Regions from separate parts of the Gossypium arboreum genome. Here all the other regions are linked to region 1. A link is a contact called in public Hi-C data. All regions are on one chromosome and are shown on one strand. Each heading gives the region's core, a stretch centred on a gene start, on an enhancer-like site or on the middle of the called end of the contact. The rest is flanking DNA. Distances are from core to core; before and after follow the strand shown. Region 1 holds the start of LOC108453319. Region 2 holds the start of LOC108453785. Region 3 overlaps LOC108450826 (a long non-coding RNA gene).

Evidence for each region. A called contact is a pair of places that touch in the nucleus more often than the background predicts.
Region 2: a contact with region 1 is called in a Hi-C map of leaf, with 3 times the contacts expected there. The contact joins the promoter of LOC108453785 here to the promoter of LOC108453319 in region 1. A contact is called at or near these places in 2 of 5 Hi-C or Micro-C datasets (both in leaf).
Region 3: a Hi-C map of leaf shows a contact between it and region 1, with 2.3 times the contacts expected there. The contact joins the enhancer-like site here to the promoter of LOC108453319 in region 1. A contact is called at or near these places in 2 of 5 Hi-C or Micro-C datasets (both in leaf).

The regions. Positions count from the first base shown.
Region 1 is chr5:67,856,587-67,860,488 of ASM2569848v2, forward strand. LOC108453319 reads right to left here and starts at 2,272. Exons shown (of 7, transcript XM_017751348.2): 1 at 1,721-2,272; 2 at 1,124-1,264; 3 at 658-1,023; 4 at 1-180. The coding sequence starts at 2,047.
Region 2 is chr5:67,174,601-67,178,502 of ASM2569848v2, forward strand. LOC108453785 reads left to right here and starts at 1,899. Exons shown (of 3, transcript XM_017752084.2): 1 at 1,899-2,172; 2 at 2,255-2,382; 3 at 2,653-2,952. The coding sequence starts at 1,899. The coding sequence ends at 2,763. It overlaps LOC108453784 (protein PLASTID REDOX INSENSITIVE 2, chloroplastic-like), which reads right to left. Exons shown (of 4, transcript XM_017752081.2): 3 at 3,378-3,545; 4 at 1,776-2,248. The coding sequence ends at 2,225.
Region 3 is chr5:67,305,005-67,308,906 of ASM2569848v2, forward strand. LOC108450826 (a long non-coding RNA gene) reads right to left here. Exons shown (of 2, transcript XR_001866282.2): 2 at 1,851-2,185. Among protein-coding and RNA genes, the nearest start is that of LOC108450826, 3.7 kb to the right of the region's middle. Within about 2 kb of position 1,612, at least 2 of the 2 cell types and tissues checked have an H3K27ac peak or open chromatin away from gene starts, as enhancers often do. A contact at or near this core is called in leaf, where this site is marked.

The DNA.
Region 1 (3,902 bases), core at 1,022-3,521:
GTTGTGATAACCATATGGCTTGCCTGACATGCTCCGAGCATACTCCCATGCTGCGGTGGAGTTGAACTTTGCACGTATATCTGGATGTAAAGGAAGCAAGGCTATCTGTGGATTAGAATTGTCCTTCAGTGACAGCTCCCACCATTCATCCCATGGAATAACCACTATAATTTCTTCGCCCTGCAAAATTCATGCAAGCTAATGGCATAAGAAATCCCAACTTTGTATTTTTAATTCTGGTATCTTCATAAATCTTCCTTCCTGGGCAATAAATACCCTACAAAATCATACTAAAATTTCAGGACCTCCCACCATTCTAATCGAAAACAGTCCCTTCCAACATACCCTTAACCCAACCAAAGGAAGAAGGGGATTGATCACAGCAAAATGTTAACTTGAACAGTGTGATCAAAACCTGACAATAGTTAAAAGGTGATGATACATCATAAAACAACAAGGAGTTAAAACCAAAAGTTATTGAACCCAGGACAACATTTAAATACTTTTAAATCCAAAAACTTTCTTTGATTGAGCAGTATATGCATAAATTTTTTCTGACTGGACATCGTAAGACTAATAAAGAGAAAAGGAAGCAAAGCACAACAAATAAATATAAGTTATTAACAATCGGCAATCAATGTGTTATTTATAGCATACCTTTTCATTTTCATGCCCTGATTCAGCAACCCATAGATTACCCATGTCATCCTTCAAGCAAACCGCAGTATGACCAGCAAATGCTCCAGTCACCCATTTTTCTAATGTCTCAAATCCTCCCCACCTACCACGGATCTTTGACACAGCCAAAAAGTCACCAGAATGCACATCTTCTGGATTTAACACTGTGCGCCATGGCTTAGGACGCTTTTCAAATGAAGCACCCATGTGTGTTTTCAAAAAAGCAAGATTGGCATTCTGACCCCAGACAGTATTTGAAAACAGAGGCAATACATCAACTAAAGAAAGCAATGTGCCAAGCATTCCAGATGGCATTAGAAATACTGAGATTCCATGCTGCTTTACCTGCACAAAAAAAAAAAAAAAAAAAAAAAAAAAAAGACTGTCATTTCCATGCATTAAACAAGTTCAGTGATATTCAAAGACCAACTTAATCGAAACATACATATTCCAATTCAGCAGCTTCTTCCCAAGAATCAAATTTCAATGTATGCTCTCGAGCAGAAAAGTAGTAATCCCAAGTAATCCTATAAGGTGTTGCAAAGACATAAAGATCCATACAAGTCCAGCTGTGCGCTTCAGATGTCTGTAAAAGAAAATTTTTACAGTTCAAGCGAAAATCAGAACGCCAAAATTAACCATAGTATGTAAAATAATCACCCTCATCTCTGAACCAAGACTAAAGAGAAAAGATACCAACCAGATTTTCGATTTGGGGTTTTTAGTCTACCAAGGAAAATTAAAGGATTTCAAGTTTAAATAAACAACTTAAAGTTGCCAAAACTTATTAAAACACCAGCACCTATAGTCTACTAAACATAAACAAGTAGCCCTAAATAAACTCCATAACTCATAACTAGGAAGAAACACAAAGGAAAGTGATTCAAGTGAACACTCTAAAGCAACTAAACTAAATGTAATTAAACTCAAACAACAACAATAAACTGAGGATTAATGACACGAAAATAAGTAACTAACTTGTCAATAAAGAGGCTTCAATTACAACCAAGGTCATAATGATCAACAGGTCAAAAATACGAACCGTGAGGTGAAGCACACCACCGCCCAATCCCGAATCGTCGCGATCGCTACTGGTGAACTCGAGACGAGCCTCGTTTCCATGAAAGCAAGCTCCTTTCCAATCAATTGAGCCATTGTTCGGGGTCACGGATCCGACAAAAGCCGGCAACAAGTCAACGGCGGAATGAAGAGTGTTCAAGACCGGCCAAGATACCTGGCGCGGAAGCACCGGGAGAACATCATTGACCCTAAAGGGGACTTTGAAAGCTTGACCGAAATCAACGCCAAACCCTAACCCTAAAACACAGAAAAATAAGGATAAGAGGAAAGGATTGAAGAATCGAGGCATGGGAAAGAAAGAAGAGATGATGGGGTTGGGATTGGGATTGAGGATGGCTGAGAGATAGAGAGATGAAATTTGCCCTAAAATTTGAGAGCCATTAGAGTTGGATATTGAGGGAGAAAGGTCCGTTTTGGTGGTTGGGGGAATTATTGAGGTAGCATTTTAGCTTTGACTTTTGTTTTGGTTGACGACGATGAGGAATGAGGAGAAACGGAATCCGTTTCGTTTTTACCCACGCGTTACGCTAACGTGGCGAAAGGATATAAGAGCCTTTACAAACAATAACAAAATATCCTAAATCGATTTCCAAACGGAATTTTCATTATTTTGTTTTCTTCTCCTTTTTGCCGTTTGCAATTTCCAGCCTGAAAATACGAATTTTGAGCATTATCCTAACTTTTGATAAATTACATCAAAAGTGACATAGCAGTCACTAAGGTTATCAAAAAATGACAAAACAGTCCCTGATTAATATTTTCTATTAGTGTCTTAACAGGATCGCTAATGTGACAAGTTAACTAACTGATGTGGCTAGTTAACTTGTCACGTTGGACAAGTAGTCAAATGGACAAAGAGAAAAGAGAAGGTGATTGGTTAAGGGTAAAAAGAAGAATAAGAGAAATGGAGAAGAAGGGTTTCCATACCAAAAAAATAGAGCAACAACAGTCATGGTTCTTAAGACGGAGCTTTGTCGATTTAGTGGTGCCAAAATATACCCTGTGAAAGGTATCAAATTTGTTCGTAGAGGTTCACAGGTCTTCCTCTTTTCCAATTCGAAATGCAAGAGGTACTTCTACAACCGTCTGAAGCCCTCAAAACTTACATGGACAGCCATGTATAAGTAGAGTGAGGGATGGAGAATCAACTTGATTGGCTTTTTCTTGTCAAATACAACATCAAGCTGTACAAATGGAAGGCCTCTCCCACTTGGAACTTTCCAAGATGTAATGCAACCACCAAATAGGTAAATCTCAACTTCACTAAAACACCCAAAAACAAAAACAAATTAAATTTGTTTTAGACCCGAATCAATGAAAAAGAAAAAAAAAGAATTGACCCATAAATTGAACGAGCAAGGGAGTTGAATAAATTTGGAAAAGACCCAAAAAAGAAAATCTTGCAAAAAGTGCGTCATTTCTTCAAAACTTGAAGATTTAAACATTACCTACCATGACTAGAAGTGAGAAGAAGCTTGGGTAAATTGCCTTCCCCTTGTGTTACTATGACCCCCAAAGCAACAGCTTCCTGGTTTGAAGCTGCAACAGCCATGCTTGAGTAACTGCAGAAGAATATAAAGCAATTGGGTTAAAGCTTTGGCCTTAGATCGTTACCTTTGGGGTTTAGAGGAATCACTTGCAGAGATGCAGTACAGAATTGATTTGAAAACTGGAGGCATTTCTATTTTTTCTCTTCTTCCTCTTCTTATTCTTCTCCTCTTCTTTTTCTTCTTTTTCTCTTTTTAAACCCTAAATTGGTGTTGATAGGGCTGTTAAATTGGTAGTAACCGGCCAGCTAGAGGGTTTTTTGATACCAAGCACGTCGTTATCTGTCATGTCACTTTGCTGTGACATTTGTGACAGAAAATGGAAAAAAGGACTTTTTTTTGTCACTTTTTCAAAGTTGAGTGACTGAAATGAAACCAATGTGACTATTTTGTCAACTATCCCAAAGTTGAGTGATTGTTGGTTAAATTTACCGTTTTTATAATCAATTGCTATTAGATTGATTTTATTTATTAATAAAAAATAAATTAGGATAATTTTTTATTTATGAATATCATTATCAAAAACCATGTTTACATAAGAAGTCTTAAACGATAAGGTGTAACTAGTGAAGGTTAAGATGGGTCGAGTAATTCATA
Region 2 (3,902 bases), core at 649-3,148, 680 kb before region 1:
AACCACATCAATACCTATATCATCTTAAATCTTAACACTGTAAAAAAAATATATTGACCAATTATATCTAATCACGTCAATACCTATATGTTATTTTTTGATTTTATAATTTTATAGTAATATTTATATTAATATTAATTAAAAATAATTATATTAATATTAAAAGAAATTCTAATTTTAAATATTTTTTAATATTTGATTGCTTTTATGGATACAAATAATGCAAAATTCAATAATATTCAAAGTTAAATAATATTTTAATTACTATTCAGAAGCGATTCAAAGTGGATAGGAACTATCAGTATTCATTATCTGAATGCAACTTTATATTTTATGAATAACAAAACGATATCATAATTTGTTTTATTTAAAAAATATTTTTGAATTACTTTTTATATACTAAATTCATTTTACTAAATTTAATTATTTTTCAAATAATGTTATTTAAAATAGATTTAATTTAAATTTAAAATGGATAATAAATACTAAAAATCCTATTACATATGTATGTGTCACGGGGTTAGAACTTTAGTTTGGCAAACCGCGCGACCTTAGGTAATTTCCTACTCTTGTCACAAGAAAAATAACGTACACTAGGTGTTTGAGTAAATTCTCTAAAAAATATTTTATATTGAGTGATTACAAATGAAGGGGAAGACTTTTATTTATAGTTGAACTCTCTCAAATCTAATGGTACAAATTAAGTTACATCAACGATCGAGATTAGAGCCCATCTACAAGATGAGAGTCTTAAGGGATTTAAGTTCTATACATCTTTATCCCTTATGATTTACAATAGTAACTCTAATTTTACTAGAGTGTTTCACTGGTCACCAATGTTTCAAGTAGATAAGTTTCTCCATATGTACCATGAGTCAAACCAATTCAAGCGGGTCAAATGAGCCCGTTTGAATTAGTTGACATCCATGGGATGCTCTTTGACCTCCATGGGTTTCTCTATATGTACTATTACTAGAGTGTTTCGCATACAATATATAATAAAACATATGATTTGAAACTAATTAATCATAATAACGAATAAAATATGTATGATATTAAAATAAATAAATAAGATTAAGTTATAAGTGTCTGAAATTTAAACACAAATACATCATATTAATAATATTAAATACATAACAATTTTGTTATCATGATGTTGTATAAAGCTGAAGTAGATAACAAATTATGCATGTTAACATAATAATGAATAAAACATGTTAAAATGAAACTTTAGTTGAGTGATCTAATTAGTATGAGTTCAAAGCGTACACATTGTATTTTTTATTATTATTTTTTAAAAATACTCTCAAATAAAAATTTCAATTTTGTAATAAATAATTATATTTTAAAATGCATATTAAAATTTACCATTCCTAACAATACTCATAATTTAAAAATTAAAAGAAAAAGGAAATATAAAGGCAGGGTAATCCCTAAGGCGGAGGAGCATAAAAAAGTATACTATGGCGGATAAGGCGGTGGGTTGTCAAATCATTGTCCAGCCAAAGGAATCTCCCTCTCACTCACACGCATGCTCACTTGTATTATAATTACTGTATTTTTTTCACACACAAATTATTTAGTCCTATCCCTCTAATTATGACTTTCAACACTTTGACCCCAACTCCTCACATTTCTCCACGTGTAGCTCATGCCGGCTTTCCATAAACTAATTATAACATCCTGATTGTAAATTATGTGTTGCCGTTTTGGATGTGAATAGTGAGAGGCAAGGCAAGGGTATATAATAAGTTAGTTGGGAAATGAGGAAAGGCCTGCTTGTGCTTGGTTGAGTTGAGTGAGACTTTTTGTGTAGGGTCGTATTAGAAAGAGACTTCTGCTTACTTAACCTCCTCTTCCCTTCCTTTCCTTATCTTCTTCTTCCTTTTTCAGAATTCATGGGGAATTGCCAAGCCATCGATGCGGCGGCCTTGGTCATTCAGCATCCCTCCGGGAGGCTTGAGAGGTTATATTGGCCCATTCCCGTCAGTGAAGTTATGAGAATGAATCCCGGTCATTACGTTTCTCTCATCATTCCCTTGCCTGTTTCCCAAGAGGAGGAAGCCAACCATCATCAAGATCGAGATACGGTGCGTTTCACCCGTGTTAAGCTCCTCCGCCCCACCGATACTCTTTCCCTTGGCCACGCTTATCGCCTTATCACTTCTCAAGGTCTTCTTCACTTTCTTTATTTGCAAGATTGTCTTTCTTTTATATTGATTTCTCAACTCTCTCTTGTTTCCTGTCCCTGCAGAGGTCATGAAGTTCATGAGAGCCAAGAAATATGCAAAAACCAAAAGGGAATCCATGAAAAAATTGCAGCACCATGGACAAGACAACCTAACTTCAGGAGGAAAGTCTGACGCACACATCACCAACCAAGTATGGCTCTCACTTATCTTTCATATATGTTCTTCCCAGCTAAGCAATCTGTGAATATGGGTCCTCAAACACCAGTTACTCGCCATGGGAACTATAAGCAAATTATGATAATCATATTGGAAGGATATCATAAATTGATTGTTAAAGTTTCCATCTGCATTAAGATTAGATACAAACTAAACCAGTTTGGAAAACATTTCATGTTTCATTTGAATCTTTCTTTCTCATTCAATCCTAAAAACTTAAGCGCTTATGTTCTAAACTTTCCAGGAACTAAAGAATGAAAGACAAATCTCACGGACATCATCTGTGAACGCTGCTTCAATGAGGTCAAAATCATGGCGGCCATCATTACAGAGCATCTCTGAGGCTGTAGGCTAATAGTTTTGTTTTCAAGTTTCTTTTCTTAAGTGCAGATTGGTTTTGGGAATGGCAATGAACTGCCTCTTTTGTTCAATGAAACCCGAAATTAGGGAAAATGGAAATTCACCAATCGAATGAAGGTGATAACCAAAGATTTCAACTTGCAATCAAAGCTCCCAAATTGAAATCTGTTTCAAGAAAAATAAACATATGTATAGCTTCTCAGTTCAGAGGAACATTGGATCCTAAATTGTATTACAAGTAGTATTCTAATATGAAATTAGGATTTTCAGTCTTTCACTCACTGCTTTCATACAAATCCCAAACTTGATCACTTTCAAAAAGTACAACACAATGCTATGTTGATCAAACTCTTTATTTTATGGACACGAGAATATGACTTTCAAGATCCTCCAATTGTATAAAAAAACTTTAGAAAAGTTTAATCATATCCGTGTCTGATACACATCTATATCTAACACTCATATCTGAGTTTGAGTAAATATTTGACTCCAAGTAACATAGGTACAATCTGATGATAATGGAAAATAATGTTATGAATGTGATGATAATGGAAAAATATGTTATGAAACATGTGGAGGAAATCATTTGGGAGAGTTTGAGTTCCAAACCTCCCAATCATGATCAAGGTGGTTTTGGGCCCATAACAAGGATGCCCGAGCAGCAACAGGTGCTCCAGGTAATTTCTTCTCCTTCAAAGCTACAAACATATCTGTGAAAGGCTCCACCAACAGTGTTCCAGATCCTCCATATTCATTGTGCAAGAAATCATTAAATATCTGTTTTCAACAATAGAAAAAACAGTAAGCTTCACAAAAATTTTAAGTTCACTATCAAAACTTGTATTCTTCTGTAGGCAAGGCTTATACAGGTAGAAGTAATCTTCAACACTAACTATATCACATGTATGTAGAAGCCAAATTCAAAGAAATCCCTGCATTGGGCCAAACATTCACATAAGGAAGAACATGACGAGCTGTCAGGGAAGGAGTGATTTGTTATTTTCGTGCCAGATAATTCTTTTGGGGTCAATTATTGAACAATTTCCAGCTCAATCAAAAAGCAGGCCTCTTAAAGAGACAAAAATGTTCGATTTAGAAGAAATCATTGCTGATAAAAGCTATAAACAACCAAAA
Region 3 (3,902 bases), core at 362-2,861, 550 kb before region 1:
TGTGGTTGTTGAAGGAGATGCCCTAATAGTTATTCTTAAGGTTCTTTCCCCTATGTCTGATAACTCGGTCCTTGGAGCTTACATTAGGGATAATAAACTATGGGTTAGGTCTTTTCGACGGTGTGTTTTTAAGCATATGCTTCGTGAAGGGAACATAGTGGCCCATTTATTAGCTATAGAGATTTTGAAGGGTGGGAATAGTTATTACCTAAATGGGCGAGTGCTTGATTTTACGCTATTGGCGGTGGAGAGTGATCAACGGTTTGTATTTAGAGGCAAGAAAAGGGGAATGGGGAGGACTTTGTGGGGCACGTTTAGATGAGGATTGATTTGGAAGGAAAGTGAGAGCTGAGGGGACTCGAATGGTTTTTGATGGGTTTTGGAAAAGGTGAGTTTCGTCTTTGGGGAGTCTCGGAAGTTGCTTGTGTGCTAGATTTCTTAGATTTGGACGCTTGAAGGGTCTTAATTAGACCTGCTTATGGGTTGGGCTACTCGGCCCGGCCCGAAGGCCAGCCTGAAATATAGGAGGATTTGGACAAAAATATAGGCCTGAAAAATGGGTTTGGACAAAAAATAAGGCCCGTTTAAAAAATGGGCAGACCTCGGGTAGGTATTTTGGACGGGCTCGGCCCGCCCAGATTTAATTCACTAAATGACAAAAAATCTGCTATTTTTTTGTTTTTGAATGTTATTTTCTTGTTGTTTTCTCCTATTTTGCTACCATATTACTATTAGTTGCTACTATTTTGTTGTTATTGTTTAGATATTGTATAAAACTTATTTTATTATTAATTTTGTTATTATTTTAAAAGTATTTGTTAATTTTGTTATTATTTTAGAGGTATTTGCTTGTTAAGTTGCACCTATCTTAGTGCTATTTAAGTTTACATATTTTTAAAATTTATTTTCAATTTGTTGGAAAATATTTATTTTAATTTTTTTAGTATTTTTGATATATTATATATATTTAAAAATTATATAAAAATAAATACGGGCGGGCCGGGCCGGGCCGAACACGAATTTTAGTATTTTTATTTGGATCGAGCTTAAGAAAAATTTTAGACCCATTCTTTAGGCCCGGCCCGGCCCATGAGCACCTCTAGTCTTGATGTTTGGGAATTGGGATAATCGTTGCTGGTTGCTTTGCTGGTGGCGTTTCAGCTGCTCTTTTGTTGAACAACCAGCTGGTTTTGGGGAACAGCTCATCGTTGGAACTGATTGCTCTTTATCGTCTGCTGTTTAAGCTGTTCTTTGCTGGGCTTTCTTTTGGTTTGTTTTATTGGCTTTATGTTTGGGTTATTTCCTGTTTTGGGTTTGATTTGTTGGACTTCTTTTTATTCTGTTTTGTTTTAATATTAGCCCAGCTTCCTTAAAAAAAAAAGTTCATCCGCCGCCCCATCAAGAACCGGGATAACACACGACACTTCAAGTCTTCTCTTTGCTCTCTCTTTTCCATGGATTTCTTGTCTACCACAGCCATTAAAGCTGCTTCTTCGTTTTCGTGCTGTTCATTGTTATTTGCTATCTCTCAAACCCAAATCAAGCCCAAAACCACTCCTTTTCAACTTCCATGGAATACCCTGAGTCCATCAAAGCTTCTTCTTCAAGTCCCTCAAATGCATTCAATCTCCTCCTGGTTCTCTTCCTTCAAAGCCCACTTCGTTTTCATGCTCTGCTGTTACATAGTTTCCAACCCAGACGCTCATCTCCTACGCGAAAATTCTGTTGAAATTCTTCATCTCCCACGCCCAAAAACCGCTGTTCAATCGTTAATCATTTGAAAAACTTTGAAATTTTGCTGTTACACAGTCTCCAAACACTTGCATTTGCGTTGTCTTTTGGGTTCAATGTTTGAGAAACAAATTTGATTTATTTAGATGGAAAATGTAGACTAATTTTGTTATACATGTATAGACCCTTATGGAGGAACTTCTCTATAAAAGCTTCCATCTGAGCTAACAGACATTCTTTACTCAATTTTTTCTCTCATCCTTTACTACGATTATCTTCTCCCTCCTCTCCCCGACTGATTCGAACCGGGTCATATGTTGCACGGCCCGAGTTTGACTCGATGCCCAAATGCACTCTGAAGGGAACAGTAGACTCTGAGTTGACAGCGATTTCGGCGAAAGGGTTCTGCTCTTGCTTGGTTTCGGTTCTCGATGGTGCGGCGCCCAAGGAAGTGCTGCAATTAAAAATAGGAGAAAATAAAATATTTAAATGCATGTGGTGGAGCCGGAAAGAAACAAAAAATAGTGGGAATGTTATGCAATTTTAACTGAAGTGATTAAAATAAAATTTTATAATGTAAATATTTTTATTTTAAATGCTTAAAATGAAATTTTGAAAAATTGAGTGATTATATATGTACTTTACCCTTTGTGATATCATATAAATTACTTAATTTTTATTTGAACTTATTAATTTCAAATTATAGTAATTACTATACTTTTAATTTTTGTATTAACTTGTATGACTTTTTTTCTTTGCACAACTTGTAAAATTTTCCTTTTATTTCAAAAATGCCTTTAGTTCTTTTTATTCTTTTTACTATATATTATATATAATTTTTACATGCATTTTGTAATTATGATTTTCTATGAAAATATTTTAAAATTATTATTGGTTTGAGTTATTTTCATTGAAATAATTTAAAATTTATTTACTTCAAAAATCATTTTACTCATCCTTTTCGGTTTTTCCTTTTAAAGGCAATAATTTCAATAACAGTTATTTTTTATTTCAATTTTTATGAATATTTACCTTAATAATTATGTCTATTGAAATAGTAATTTAAAACATAATTTTTTTAAAAAATTCAAATTTTTCTTTTATTTATAACACATTAAACAAAATAATATATTTATTTGAACAAAAAACGACCATAAGAATCAAAACTAATTCATTCAAATAGCATCACAGATTACAGCATTATGAATATCTTTAAACAAAATAATATATTATTAATTAAAATCTGGGTTAAGTTGGGTTATATGAATCTGAAACTATGATGTCAAATCGAACCTAATACTTTGTAGAACATTTTATGAATTAAAAACAGCCATGCAAGTGTCTTTCACATAAGAATTCCTTTTTATGATTAATACGTCTTTCATATTCTATTCATCAAAATTTAAAATTGTTCAAATTAAATTTCTCCTTTGTTCATGGGACGCATATGATTCTACGATATATATATATATATATATATATATTTAAGGAATTATGCATTTGCAATAATAAAGATATATGTCAACATGCATAAATAATAATATTGATACTAATTAAATTAAAATTCAATCAGTAATAATAATTTAATTTCTAAAATACAACTATTTATATTGAATCAGATTATAAACTCATCTACCCCCCACATTAAAAAAAACAAAAACTATAATCCTCATAAAAACACCCAACCAAAGGTATTCTCCGCAATCAACTTGAAACATAAGTAGGCAGACAAATTGATTATCACCCATACCTAACAATAAAGCTGTCCCCAAATCTATACCAAACTTCAATGACAAATCTAATTACCTTGAGTCTCTACAATATTTGGAATTCATCTTCCCTTCCCTATATGTTTCAATTGCTTAAATATTCAAATTTTAAAAAAATAATTTGAGTGAAAAGTTGTCGCTCCATAAACAATCCAAATTCCTCAACTTGAGAACAAATAAATACAAACATTTTTTAAAATATCTTGTTTTGCTTCTCAATCCCTATAAATAAATAGCATTATAAAAAACAACTAAATTAACCCTATAATATTGTTAAGCTTAATCTAAAGTTTTTTAGGGTTGTTGGGTTTCCTCTTCATCTTCCTATTTTTCTTCTTCTCCGACTTCAACTTTTTCTTTGCTTTTCTCTTTTATTTTTTATTTAGCTTTCGCTTTAACTAA